Linked DNA regions of Rattus norvegicus: region 1 is linked to region 2. Evidence: chromatin contacts called from public Hi-C data. All regions are on one chromosome and are shown on one strand. The core of a region is the stretch at or near the end of the contact, and the rest is flanking DNA. Distances in the headings are between cores, read along the strand shown. Region 1 overlaps Zfhx3 (zinc finger homeobox 3). Region 2 holds the start of Zfhx3 (zinc finger homeobox 3).

The links. A called contact is a pair of places that touch in the nucleus more often than the background predicts.
Region 1: a Hi-C map of liver shows a contact between it and region 2, with 3 times the contacts expected there. The contact joins the enhancer-like site here to the promoter of Zfhx3 in region 2. A contact is called at or near these places in 4 of 12 Hi-C or Micro-C datasets (Schwann cells, hepatocytes, liver and 1 more) and 1 of 1 datasets of contacts at active chromatin or transcription factors (oligodendrocytes).

Annotation. Positions count from the first base shown.
Region 1 is chr19:53,632,421-53,638,961 of GRCr8, reverse strand. It overlaps Zfhx3 (zinc finger homeobox 3), which reads right to left. Exons shown (of 10, transcript NM_001427481.1): 3 at 1,511-2,007. Among named protein-coding and RNA genes, the nearest start is that of Zfhx3, 84 kb to the right of the region's middle. Within about 2 kb of position 3,996, at least 3 of the 93 cell types and tissues checked have an H3K27ac peak or open chromatin away from gene starts, as enhancers often do. A contact at or near this core is called in liver, where this site is marked.
Region 2 is chr19:53,546,976-53,554,081 of GRCr8, reverse strand. It overlaps Zfhx3 (zinc finger homeobox 3), which reads right to left and starts at 2,594. Exons shown (of 10, transcript NM_001427481.1): 1 at 2,350-2,594.

The DNA of each region.
Region 1 (6,541 bases), core at 2,747-5,246, 83 kb before region 2:
GCCAGCCGTCACTTCTAGAACACTCTATCCCTACTACCTTTCTCTAAAATTGTTCCTTAAACAAGGTGCTCCCCGAGGCTGTGCAAAGGCAAGAGGAATCGGAAGCATCAACCGAGCAAAGACCAGTGAGAGCCATGGATCCCGGGTCTCCCTCATGTGGGGGTCTCCACAGACAATCACGAGAGGGTCATGGGAGACTCTGCCGGCTCAGAGCCCAGAGTCGGCGGGAACTGACCATTTGCTAGCCCAGAAGTGAGAAACCGCTGGAAGTGAAGAGAAGAGGGCTAAGGATGGAACTGAAGAGGACGGAGGGGAAAAGAGGGAGTGGAGGGTGTGTGGAAGGAGGCTGAGGAGATTTATGACGATTTGCACCTGATTGTTCATACTAAAGCCATTATGGGATGATTAGAGGGAAAGGTGAGGCTTTAAGTCCAGCGAAAATCAATAGGAATGTCTGGAGCAATCCTGCCGTGCAAGTAAAAGGACTATTTACAGGATCCGCGGCCCCTCCTCCTCCCTGACGGTCAGCGAGAGACTGGGGGGCTGGGGGAGAGAAGGGAAGGGTGAGACTGAGGGGCTCGGGGAGGAAAGGGGAGGGGAAGGGGAGGGGAAGAGAGGGGAAGGGGAGGGGAAGGAGAGGGGAAGAGGGAAGGGGAGGGGAAGGGAAGGGAAGGGGAGGGGAGGGGAAGGAGAGGGGAAGAGGGAAGGGGAAGGGAAGGGGAAGGGGAGGGGAGGGGGAGGGGAGGGGGAGGGGAAGAAGGAAGGAAAGAGGCTAAAAGAGAGGAAGCAGAGAACGTGGATGTGAAATGCAGAAATGGGAAAAGGATCAACAGGGAGCTCCTCCCCTTGAGCTGTTCTTTTCCATAGCATTTACTGCCTCCTTCCACCAGGAAATTTCCCCATGGGGTCTGCAACTCATCCTGTCCCTAAAGACTGAAAACACTGTGAGGGGCAGGGATCTGGGTGTGAGCGCAGACGTGTGTGTCTGTCTGTATAAACATGTGTACATGTATCCATGTGTGTGTGCATATACACATATGTATGTGTGTGTGTACACGTGTCTGTGTGCACATACTTCCAGAACAATGGCCAGGATACAGAAGGTGTTTAGTGTACAGCGAGATGGATAAACAGAACGGACGCATGAATGCCGCACTCTGGAGCACAGAAGGGGGTTAGAAATAAAAGATAAACTAATGGGTAGAAAGGGACCCTGGTCTGCAGCAGCTGAGGGAGACTCGACAGACTACAGCAGAGACCAGCACCAAAGAAGAGAGCACCACAGCACTGGGCTGCTGGAAACTGGTCTGCCCCCCCCCCCCGAAATGAGACACCCCAACCCTTCAGCCACCAAAGGAAGCCATCGACACATCCTGGGCTTCACTGGGCATTGGATGCAAAACCTTTAGAGTTAGTTTGCCCTGCTTTTCAAGTCCCCGGCTGCCCACCTCCAAGCAGCCAATCCACTCTGTGGAGAGCCCGTCCCTGGGTCTCGAGAAGTCGACCTCACCTTATACAACTTCAGGCTGGCCTCGTGCCTGGAGTTGACCGTGTGCAGCCGCAGCTTCTCCAGACTATTGGTGTAGTAGTCGCAAGCGTTGCACTTAAGGTGCACAGGGTTGCCGATGGCCACGCACTTGAGCCTCCACTCGTTGGCCTTGCCACCCTCCTTGATGTGGGCCACCAGCTGGTACTTCTGCACGTGCTTGTCCGTCTTGCAGTGCAGCTGGAAGTTGGCCTTGAGCTGCGTGTTGTAGCGGCAGAGCTTGCACTGGTAAGAGTCCCCCATCACGGCCTTCCACTCGTCCTCTGAGAGGCTGCGCTCCACGTTCATGTGCAGCCCCAGCATGTCCAGGTTGTCCGTCGTGAACTTGTTGCAGACCGCGCACTGAAAGAGCTTCAGCGATGGGTCGTTGGTCTGGATGAAGCTCTCGCCCAGGTTCATCAGCTCCTCCGACACCAGCTGTCCGCCCCCGAGCCGCATGTCTAGGGGGATCTCACCGCCCACTGTAGGGAAGGTAGAGGAAGACAGTCAGAGGTCAGCCTCGCAGCCGCGGTACAGAAAACGAACCCTGCAAGGTGCTATTGGCGGGACAACAAAATCCCCCTGCTGCTTGCATAGTCTGTGGTTTGCGGAAGGCCCTGAGCCTTCTCTATTCTGAAAAAGAACATCGAGATGAATTTATAGACCGTGATCCCCTGAACAATTTCAATCTGCCCCCTCTCTCTGGATCCAAGAAAAATGCTAAGTCCCCATCAGCCTTTGTGTGCAACAGGATCTGAATGTCCAGACCCCACCCTACCCGCCCCCTGCTGCCAGAATTGGAGATGAACAGAGAAGTCTATAATACCAGGCCTCTAGCAGGAACCAAGAGTGGGCCCACTATTCTTCTACAGCATCACCAAGGAGCAAGACTTCCTGCCATTGAGGTGGGGGGGGGGGGGGGGGAGCCGCGCTTGCTGTCCACACAGCGAGAAACTGAATTTTTCATTGCCATTAATATTAATGTAGATGGCCACAGAGCTGCACGGCTAACTGCACAGATTTCAGTAATGAGCCCTCTGCCCTTCCCAAGGCCCCTCCTGTCAGTAGCCTACCTGTCCATCAGAGCTACCTAACCTACCTTTTACCCTTTCTAGAATGATCTTCCTTTTCCAGGTCCCTGAATCACATGGAATAACGGGTCACAGCTAGCTATACACAAGGCTGCATAGAAGCCGCCTCCCTACCAGGGTGGGAGCACTCTAGGGCAGGAGTCCAGCCTTCCTCTGAATGGCCCAGTCGTGTGAGGGCCTACCCAGTGTACACGTGAGCAAATGTTTTGTGCAACAGACAAGGGTCACAGCCACAGGTCCTGTCACCTTCAGGAGGTGAAGCCAGACAGGCAGCTGCAGCCAAGGGGTCAGCTGGTGCTCCCTAAGGTCTGATAAAAGACCGCCATCCCTTCCCTCTGAACCCCAACCCGTTTTCAGTCCATCGCTGCCCTGAAGAAACCCAGAGAAAGGCTCACCTTCGCTGGTGGTGAACTAACATGACAAGCTCTTACATACACCTCGATTTTGAAAGCCTTGGAGAGAGCCGACCCCCCCTCCACCACCTACACGGTGTACAGCCCTCAGAAGGCTGAGCGTCACCTTCTGGTTCCTACCTTTCCTTAGAACACATGCACACGGGCTACGAGGTCTGCCCCCATCCTCCACCCTCCAATTGATATTTAAAGTTGACCTTTTATATGTGGTTTGACTGAGCTTGTTTTTTTTTTTTTAATTTTTAATAACTGATTAGAATCCCAAGTTAGTGGCTCATCAAAAAAAAAATGATGAAGATGACAGGGGTGGAGACGGGAGAGGGGGAGGGAGGAAGGGGGGGAGAGAGAGAGAGAGAGAGAGAGAGAGAGAGAGAGAAATGGGGGGAGTTTGTATCGACTACAAAAGAAGAGTTCAGTATGGTCGCTACTAAGCTACATTCGAAGTCTTCAGACAATGTGAGAAAACAGAAGTCTTTCACACGTGTATTCCAGAAGGTGCTGGAGGCTTTCCACCTCCAGGCTCTCTTACCGTGTCCCCTAGTAAGAGGAGCCATAACCACGACTTTCTTTTTAGGGTAAGAGGGAAAAATAAGAAAGGGAAAAGAAAGAAGAGAGGGAGAAAAAAGAAACAAAAACAATCCCATCCTTCATAGGGACCAACGCAGACAATATCCACAAAACTACTCAGTGCTCGGTCAAAGGGAAAACTGCCCAGAGAGGCGAGACAAGGAGCAAATGTATATTGTTTCTGATGTGAACCATGTGAAGCATCAAATCTTCCCCAACTCTTCAAACACAGCCTCAGTGCATCTATATACCGCTCTACAGAGAAGATCGGCTGTTGCTTGCTGGATGCCTGGATGAGCATTAGAAGCCCTCGGAAGGAGAGATTTAAGACCTTTCCCATCCCTGGTTCACAGGCCCAGTGGCGAGCGCTGGGCAGAATCGGGGTGACAGAGGGCACAGCAGAACTCCTGCCAAGACTCCACATTGGAGATAGGCCAAGGCGTTAGAATCCTGCAAGTCCACACAGTCAATTCAACTCCAGTGAATTAGATGACCCTCACTTGATCCGCAGGCATTTGGGAGCCTGTCTTGAGTAAGACGGAGGCAGGCCATGCCTCTTGAGCCCTATGTGCGCCTTGGGAAAGACCATGTACCAGTGACAGAGACTCAACTAACTTGGACTTCACAGCTTGGCACAGGAGTCCACTCAGAAGCACGACCTCAAGAGGCATGAATTAAAGGGCACATCCAAAAGGCAAAGGAAGAAGGCAGGTGGCTTCCTAAACCCCAAGCAAGTGCTCTGTTACCAGCAAGATGCCTGGTTACTTGGGAAGCACAAAAGAGACCCGGTGAGCCACTCCTTGATTCTGTGCTAGACCTGAGAGTCTACAGGGATGCTTGGGAGGGAGGTTCATATGGCTTAATATCCTGTCTACAAATGGTGGCAAACCCATTTTTAAGTCAGACCAGACCAAGGGGTGTAACCGCCTCCTCTACATCCTCAAGAACAGAAGCAGATCCAGAGCAAGCATCTGGCCACTAAAGAGAAGGTTCTGTCGGAGAAAGCATGGGTAACCTGGTAAGTAAGAGTGAATTTCACAGAAGCCCTTTCTGCCCCACAGCAGAACCCAATCATATCTAATACCCTAGAGCCACCTCACCGATGGCCTGACCACAGCGCGGCAGGTGCCACTGAAACTTTTCTACTTGCCTATCTTCTTCCTTCTGTGGAGGCCACACCACTTCCTTTGTGAATCTTCTGAACACATCACCTCATCCCCACACCTACTCGGCCTTGCAACACAGAACAACTGTGAGTCTCCTCACCAGGACGGGACCTCATAGCCACAGAAAGGGCAGGGTGCCTCTGAAGACCCACCTCTTCCAACCATGGTGCTCAGAACTCAAGAGGCCTTCCTGACTGAGGCGGGCAAGATCCTCAGAAGGGACAGCTCTACTCTTAGGACATAAAGTGGCTCTTTTCTGTGGGTCTGAAGACAAGGACTGTCCCTTTGCTTCTTTTGTATTTGGCAACTGCGGTGACCCCCTGGGACTTACAGACACTAGGTAGAAAATAGAAAATAAACTAAAAGATGTCCCCAATTGAGGGATTCAAGGAGAAGTCACTCACTTTCAAGGGAACCAGAGACCCTGATTTGTCAGTATGAGTTCATCCCGTTTCTATGTTTCTGTGGTATAAGGGCTACACCCAGTTCCTTCTGAAGATTTGTCTAGTCTACCAAAACATTATTGTCTCAAAGATGGGAAAACTGATTCCTGTTGGAGAGAGGGGGAGGGATGAAGAAGAAGAAGAGGAAGAGGAGGAGGAAGAAGAAGAAGAAGAAGAGGAGGAGGAAGAGGAGGAGGAGAGAGGGAAAGGAGGACATATGGGCTTCAAGGCACTAGGACACAGCACCCACCCTTCCCAGGGTGCACGGGTTCACTCTGGGGACAAAACAGAACAAGGGATTCTTGTGCCCTTGTGGTTGACCAGTCGGTCATTTGGTCATAAAAGATCAACAGGTTAATATTTCAAAATAGAAAACAAGGTTCAAATGTCATGAATTCAAAGGGAAGCAGAGGGCAGGGAGAATGAGATGGATGCTGGGAAACAGCTCCCTTGCAACAGGATACAAAATAAAGAGAGCCGAGTACTGGTGAAATCTGGCCTCCTGGTGCTTGCTTAACCCACACCCAAATCAAGGTATGCACTTGCTTTGTTGCTAAGAACACTATTCATTCCCATGCCAATCATAGGATGCTGCTAACTAACGTTCTCTCTACGGATCCCAGAAGGCCTAGACAGTAGAGTCAGGGAATGGAAGTTAGGTTGGGACCCACTTCATGAGGACAAAAGGGACCTGACCATCATACTAACCTTCAAACAGTGTATTTTCCTGGTCAAAACACTGGTCATGACCCACAGCCCTCAGCACCCAGATCCCACACACTCTTGGTTCTACTATATATGTGTCAAGCTTATCAGTAAGAATTGGCACTGTGGTTTGAAAAAAAAAAGTCCCCAAAGGCCTATGTGTTAAAGACTTGGTCCCCAGCCTGTGTCACTATGGGAAGGTGGTAAACCAGAGATGGGACCCAGTTGTGAATCTTCTAGTCATATGGGACCCTGGCCCCTCCCTCTCCTTTTCAGATCAATCGATCAATGCCCCCCCTCCAAGTATTCCCACTATGATACAAGATCTTGCCACAGGGCCCGGAGCAATAGGACTAACTGACCAAAGACTAAAACCCCCAAAACCATGAGACAAAACTATTTCCCTTTACATACCCATCACCTCAAACACTTGTCACAGTGGCAGAAAGCTGACCTTTAAAACCCTGCAGGTAGGTCACCCAGCTTCTCTAAGATACTGTTTCTCCTGGCAACCCCCACTAAGCTAGTATCCAACTGCTATTGAAACTTAAGCTTTCTTTGATGGACAATATTACAATTTATTCAGTTCTTCATTGATCACAATACTCATGACAGTGTCCCCAGGGCAATT
Region 2 (7,106 bases), core at 1,345-3,844:
ACACTGGGAAGTCCAATTGGCACTGAGTTTACAGAGCAGTTAAACCCAGCCCAAAACAGCAGGAAAGCACTTTGCTGTGCAGCCAGGACAAGCCAAACAAGAGGCCGCCTGGAAGCACACCGTTCTATTTGGGCCCTTTTCCACACTCCCTTAGCATTCGCTGGGCAAAGAAACCCAAATTAAGGTTTCAGGTGGTTGGCGGTTGCAGCCTTGTTGTTTTTGTTGTTCTCAGAGAGCCAGCCAGATCCTTGTCAATCAAAACAGTTTTCAGAACTGGAGAACCAGAGTTCCATCCCCTAGAAAGTGTACGGATTGGACGGAGGTGAAGAGGGAGACGCCTGACCCACGTCAGAAGGACAGAAGGTCTTCAAGGCACTTAATTCCTGGCCGTTCCAAAAGGACTGTTTTCAAACTGTACAAGTGCTTGCTTCTGCCACCGACCCCATGTTGTTAAATAACACTTGTGTGTAATTAAATAAAAGACCCAGTGTGACCCCCAGCCCGTTTGGAGAGCCACTTTAACATGTCTTCTGAAGACCATACTAGAAATCAAATGCAGGCAGTCTCTTTGGTCCTGTGATTTAGAAAAGGGGGGAGGGGTGCTCCCGTCCTTCATGGCATGCACACTCTCTGTAAGGGAGCCTTCAGGAACCCCTCAAAGCAAGTGAACACAAATACAGGTGTGCAAACATCCAGGTATTCACGTCCCTCCAACCACCCCCTTTTCAGAATCCTTCTGTGCTGGGGACTCTGTCTCCAGACTCCTCTTAGCCCACCTCTGCTCCCTGTTTTCCACGTCTGGATTTAGAATCTCAGGCTGCCGGTGGATGCTGTGATAACAAGAAACAGGCTCCCAGCTCTCTCTACTGCAGCCTTTCTCGATCAGGTTACCCCTGAAGGTCTATGTTTCCCTATTTAATGCAGTCTGGGCCACAGCACTCCAGTCCAGCCCACTGGAACTCGGGATTTTTAGGGTTTCCCTTGAAACCTATCCAGAAACCACAGCCATTAAAAGAACATGAAGGTTTGACACCTCCTGAATTTAGGAATGAGGGGACTCCGGGGGCCAACTCTACAAACTGGCACCTGCTGCTAGATGGCAAAGAAACAGTTACCCCCAGCTACGTGTGAGCTTCAAATTATGCTCTTATTTATTTAGTGACTCGTCTCCAAGGATCTCAAAGCATGAAATGAAGTGAGGTGAAGATGACGTGTAACTTCCTCACTATCTCTCTTCCAGGCTTAAGTCTGTTTTCCTTGCTGGGTCTTTGATGCCTTCCACCATGCAGGCCCTGGCCTTCGTTGCCTCCAGATGAATGTATACTCTCTGTGGTTCTCAGTCGGTGGTTCCAAGAGAGTCTTCAAAGGCTGATAAATAGCAGGGGGGGGGGGGGCTTGCCCTCCTAGACTCACCTGCTCTCCGGCCACCTTTAAACCAGTTGAGCACACTGTGAACCACTAAGGCTGGCTGCTGAAACTCCCTTTGAGTGTGCCATGTGGGCTGTGGGCTTTCCCCTGAGGGCAAGATTCCCCATCATCATCATTACATAGGTATGTACAGGACAGAGAGGGCTGTTTGCCAGAAAGCCTGTTTCTCTCTAAGCCCACAAAATGACTTTGGGTTGGCTGGGGGTTTTTTGTTTGGTTGGTTTTTGTTTTTGTTTTGTTTTGTTGTTGTTGTTATTTTTCTTGTTGCTACCTTAACTTGGATATCTCTCCTTTTTAACTGGATTAAAAAAAAAATCTTACCTTTTCCTTTGCAACGTCCCCCCCCCCCCAAATAAATGCTGTATGGGTTCTGGCAGAAGAACAAACCGAAATTAGAGGGCAGCCAGGCCAAGATGATCTCCGTAGGTCCCCTCCAGCTCTACACTGATTCTCTCTTTAATTACTCCCCAAACAGGCACATTCCTCACATTGCTGCAAACTGACCAGCGACTTCTAACTCTCTCTCTCTCTCTCTCTCTCTCTCTCTCTCTCTCTCTCTTCTCTGTCTCTCCCTCTCTCTGGCTGAAGAGGGTGTGTTTAGAACCCAAAGTTCTCAGTGGCACCAGTACCCCCAAGTATTAACAAGGTATTAACTAACCCAAAAACAGAATGAGGAGGAGGAGGTTGGGAAGGAAAATCAAGAGGGGATAGGAGGAAGAACGTACTCTGGTGCCCAGCAGACTCTAGCCACTCTCCCCAGGTAGGTTCCTCCTGGAGTCTAGGAGTTCAAGTGCATCCAGCCTGCCCTTCCCCCACATGCCCCAAGAGAATGGGAAGTTCAGCCAAGACTCACTCGCAGCACCTGCCTCCAGCGCTAGGCCGGCAGCGAGCCGCGCGGCGGGGGAGGGAGGCTGCACTCACCTGGCACACAAAGCCTCCGTACACCTCGGGAGGAAGGAGGCACTCGGAGGTCCGGGGGCCACCACGCCGGCCAGCGCGACAACGGGAGATTCCAGTGGCAGCGGAGCCCCGAACTTACCCACCCCAGGCGGCATTCTCCCCACCTCCCGCTGCCCCCCGGGCTCAGCGGTGGCGCAGGCTAGGAGCGAGGGGCCTGGCGGCAGGGGCGGGGCGCGCATGGTGGCGGCCCGGGGCTGGCGATCTGCGGGCTGCCCAGGGAGGGAGGTCCCCCAGGCGCGGCGGGGATTCACCCACGGGGCGCGGCGCTGCGTCCCGGTCCCCGTCCCGGCCTGCCCGCCTCTCTCCTCCTCCTGCGCCGCCCGCTCGCCCGCCCGCCCGGAATCGCTTTATGTAAATGAAGCTCAACTCGCAGTTTGCAGCGCGCACCGCCCGAGGAAGGGGGGCGGGCGGGGCGGGGGGCCTTCGGGGATCCACATTACACAGCAACAAAGCGGAAGGTTAATTTGAAACTCACAGCCCCGCAGCCTCTCGGCTCCCCGGGCAAAGCCTGACATCTACAGTCGCGCTGGGCGCAGGCCGGGCTGCTCGCGGTGGCCGCGCCCGCGCGCCTGCGGGGACCTGGGGACATAGACGCACAAACACACAGAAGCAGGGCCGGAGCTGCCGGGCCCCAGCTCCCAGCACCGGCCTTGGAGGCGGCCTGGGCCGCACTGGCCTGGGGACAGGCGCCTTGGCTGCCCTGGCCTGCACCAACCCAGGAACCGGCCGGGCAGGAACAAAGCCGTGTTCCCGCGAGGCACTGACCGCACCGCTCATCAAAAGTCAAAGGCCGGCCTGGAAGAAACGGACGCGCCCTCGGCCACCCCCCAACCCCCCCAAAAATGAAGAAGAAGAACAAGCAGTCGGGGCCTCTGAACCCTGATCCATCAGTCTCTGGGCCCTGTCCACGTCAGAGGCAGGCCACTCTAACATGGGGACTTTAGCCAATGTGGACAGGAATTTATTTGAAACACACACCCATCCTATTAACTGCCTCACAGAGCACTTCTGTTTTTCAGCTGCAGAAACTTACGAAAACATCCCCTACTCTCCATTGAGAGTTTAAGGACAGTTTCTGAGGAGAGAAGAGGAAAGAAGAGGAGAGGAAGAAACGACTAGAAAAGACCAAGCAGTTTGCAGCCATCCGCTGTCAGGAAGAAGACTGTCCTTAGGAGCCACAGAGCATTTCAGACAGGACAAGAAAAGGTGCCCCAGCTCAAGATGACTACCACCAGGATCAAACCAAACAGGGCTACCTCGGCTGGTCAAAGCAACTGCTGGACACTTCCAGGTCCCCCTAAGTTCACCTTTTGCGTGCTGTTATGTAAAGGCAGGCCCCCTTGAAATCTCACCGGAAGTCTCCAGTCCTCTCAGACAGAATTCCACCCTCCTCCTAAATCTAGTCTTCATTCCCAGCATAGAAGACACCTGCTTTTTCTCTTTCTGCAAACCAGCCACCCAGGCTGCCCCGGCAGCCGCCGAGTCTTTTCCTACTGCCCAATAATGAACCATGCAAGTGTTAGAAATATAATAAGCTCACCAGGCGAGGAGCAGAATGTATGGAATCGTATTTGCATTAAACACACACTAAAAGGGAGGAAAGGGGGATGCTTGCTTGGTGAAAACAACAGTGTCCCTGTGTAGAAAGCATTTTTCGGTACAAAAGAATTCAGTTTCAAATCGATGTGAATACCTAACCTGTTGGGTGCAGACTAACCCCCTGTCTATATTTTAGCACCAAATTTAAAAAAAAAAAAAAAAAGATTACAGTTTTTCCCCCCAAGCTAGGGCCTTGGGCGGAAAAAAAAAACTGCCTCTGGGGAATCATGTCCGATTAGGGACAAAGGAGGGCAGAGGCCAAATTTAGTCAAACTTGGGGGTGGGGGAGGGGAGCAGGCTGGGAGGTGGGGTGGGGAGGAGGGTGGAGGATGGGTTTGTGAACCAGAGTGTGGCCACAGTGGACCTGCCTCAGACTGCCTGACCTCAAGGCTCAAGAACAGGTGGTGTTTTCAAAACACAACTGTTATTTATGTTAGCCACACGAGTCAGGAACACCTTAAAGAAAACCAATTAATAATTTAATTGAAAAAGTGATCATGAATAATACATGAAGATGATGGTGCCGCAGTAAGGCGGGCGATGGGGGGCCCCCTCCACTCAGAAGATGCCCCCCACTACTCCCCACACACAGGAAATCTCTTAGGGAAAACAGATTCCAGACCCTCAGTCCTCACCTGGAAGCTACCCACGGGCCTAGCTGAAGAAGTAAAGGCAACAGGAAGATGTTTCCACTCCTGGAAAATTGAATTTTGCAGCTTTCTCTTGAGTTTTACTTACGGGACAGCCTCGGAATCTTGTAACGCAGTGAGTATGGGTAGGGGCGAAGGATACACATAGATACCTTCGACAGAACGAAAGCTAGGAAAACCACAAGACAGGCTCCTAAAGTAATCTGAGAGATCCTGAGGAGAGGAGGGCTTCTGCCTTGATCCTGCCTCTGTCCCAGGCCCTGGGTCAGGCTTTCCGCACCTCAGAAGCCTGACAAGCAGAAAAAAGAATGTCCCTGATCCCTTTTCTTTATCTTAACTCTGCAACAGCTACATGCATGGTGAGGCCTACTCAAGCCTGTCTTTGTTTAGACAAAAATTTCACTGGTGAGCCAGAGGCAGGTAACCTACAGCCTGTAGACCATAATGAACAGGATGGACTATATAAAAGCTGGGGTGCTCCCATCTCAGGGATAACTCATTTTCATCCTTAGCCAAAACAGGACCTCTTCAGAGGGAGTCTACAAAGTCCACGACCAACCGTCAGTTTCTCTGAAATCCATGTTGCCAATTCTGTCCCCGAGCTCAAGACAGGGCAGCTGCCTGATGTTAAACCCATGCCTGCCCAGCACTGACAGCCTGATAGTCCGGGGCTGCACCCAGAACACAATGACAAATAGAGCCACGGTCAGAAAAGGCAGGCCTTCACCAGTTCTCACGGCTCTCCATCCCCAGGCTCTCGGTTCATCTAGAAAGCCTCATTGACAACAGCCAAAGGATAAATATTTAAAAATAAACCAGGGAACGCTAGCCCCTTCTCTTCTCCTCCCCTTACCCATTCTCCGAGCCAGAGGTCTGCACACTAAGGCTTAGCTGGCTGATAAATTACACTTCTCCAACCCAGCCAAACCTGCTCCCCAACCCCCACAGTCGCTCCCCTGGTGCTGTATCTTCTCCGTCGTCGGCCAAGCTAAGTATGATCCCTGAGTGAAGATCCGGTGGATGTCAGCATCCCAGCCCCTCTTCAGAGCACAACTGGGTTTAGGTAGATGTGTGTAATTCTCCCAGATCATTCTGGTCTTATTATATTGGTTTTAAAACTTGTGCTTAAATCCTCTGGAGACTAAAACCTAGGATGAGGGGGGCACAGACATACACAGGCGTGCCTCCCCCCAAATAAACACGAATGCATTTGGAGCTGAATTTTGTTCTATGGTCTGAGCTCATCCCATCAATGCAAGGTCATTTTATTTAGGGGCTAGGTCTCTGCTGGGAGCCCAGGCCTCCTGGATATGGTATAGAATACAGAGCAACCCCCAGGCAGCACAGCTACTGGCGACTGGAATACTGGGGGACCTATGCACAGATGTTTAGTTTCATGTTTCTCTGACAAGAACCTCAAGGCCTTCATGGACCACTGTAGTGCTAATTCCATAGGTGAATTTGACCCCAGCCTAGGTGGAAGGCATCTAATTTATTTACCTGCCCTTCCCAACTCAGCTCCAACACCTGTCAATCATATACACAACACAGACACAGATGCGTCTTCTTTTAAATCTGTGATTCGAGAGTTTTCCCAAAATATTTCTGAGTGGCAAAACCCCGGAGTCTCAAGGAAGCAAAAACACAGAAGTTGCCTTAAATGAGCCTTAAATGTTAGGCAAATAGGTCACCAAGTCCTCTTTCTTTTTTAGAAACAAAAATATTTTTTTTTCTGAAAGGGCAAAGAGAATTTGTCATGCAAGACTATACCCAGGGGGATTTTTACATTTGTGTCTCTAAACCTTGAAATTGAGGATTTTAATGACAAGGCGGACAGATGCTTAAAGACAGTGTCACAGTCAAGGGTCTACATGCTGCACGAGGGAGCTGGGCTTTGTTTGGGCCAAGGGGGGGGGTGAACTTCCCATCTTGTTCCTGGGCCGTCCCCCAACTGTCTGACACATCCCTTCACAGTGGCCAGCAAACCGACTGAAGTCTTGGAGGGGACAGAGGTCGGGCAGAATAAAGGAAACAGGAAACAGGGAGGAAAAGAAAAGGGACAGGGGACATTGTCTGTTTATATAAATCCATTTAAAAAAAAAATCTCAACTCATATCAATCCTACTGCGTACGCCTACCGGCTTCCCACTTAAACAGTGGGCTGTCAGGCTCACAGCCCCCTATTTCAGGATTTTCTCTTTTTTAATGAGTCATTTCACATGGGTTTCAATTCTCCCAGTGATCACTTTTAAGTAGTAGACCGGATACCAGAAGATAAACAAAAGATGACCGTTCCACGCTTTACCCCAAGTTAATTCTAGAATCCCGGGTTTCTTGGTTTTTGGGTTTTTTTTTTTTCCCCTTCATCTTTTCACTATAGTTCCATTTTTTTTTTTTTTTTTTTTGGTAGAAATCTGTGCTAATCTGACTTCACAGTCTTCTCCACCCCCCACCCTCCCCACCGCTGAA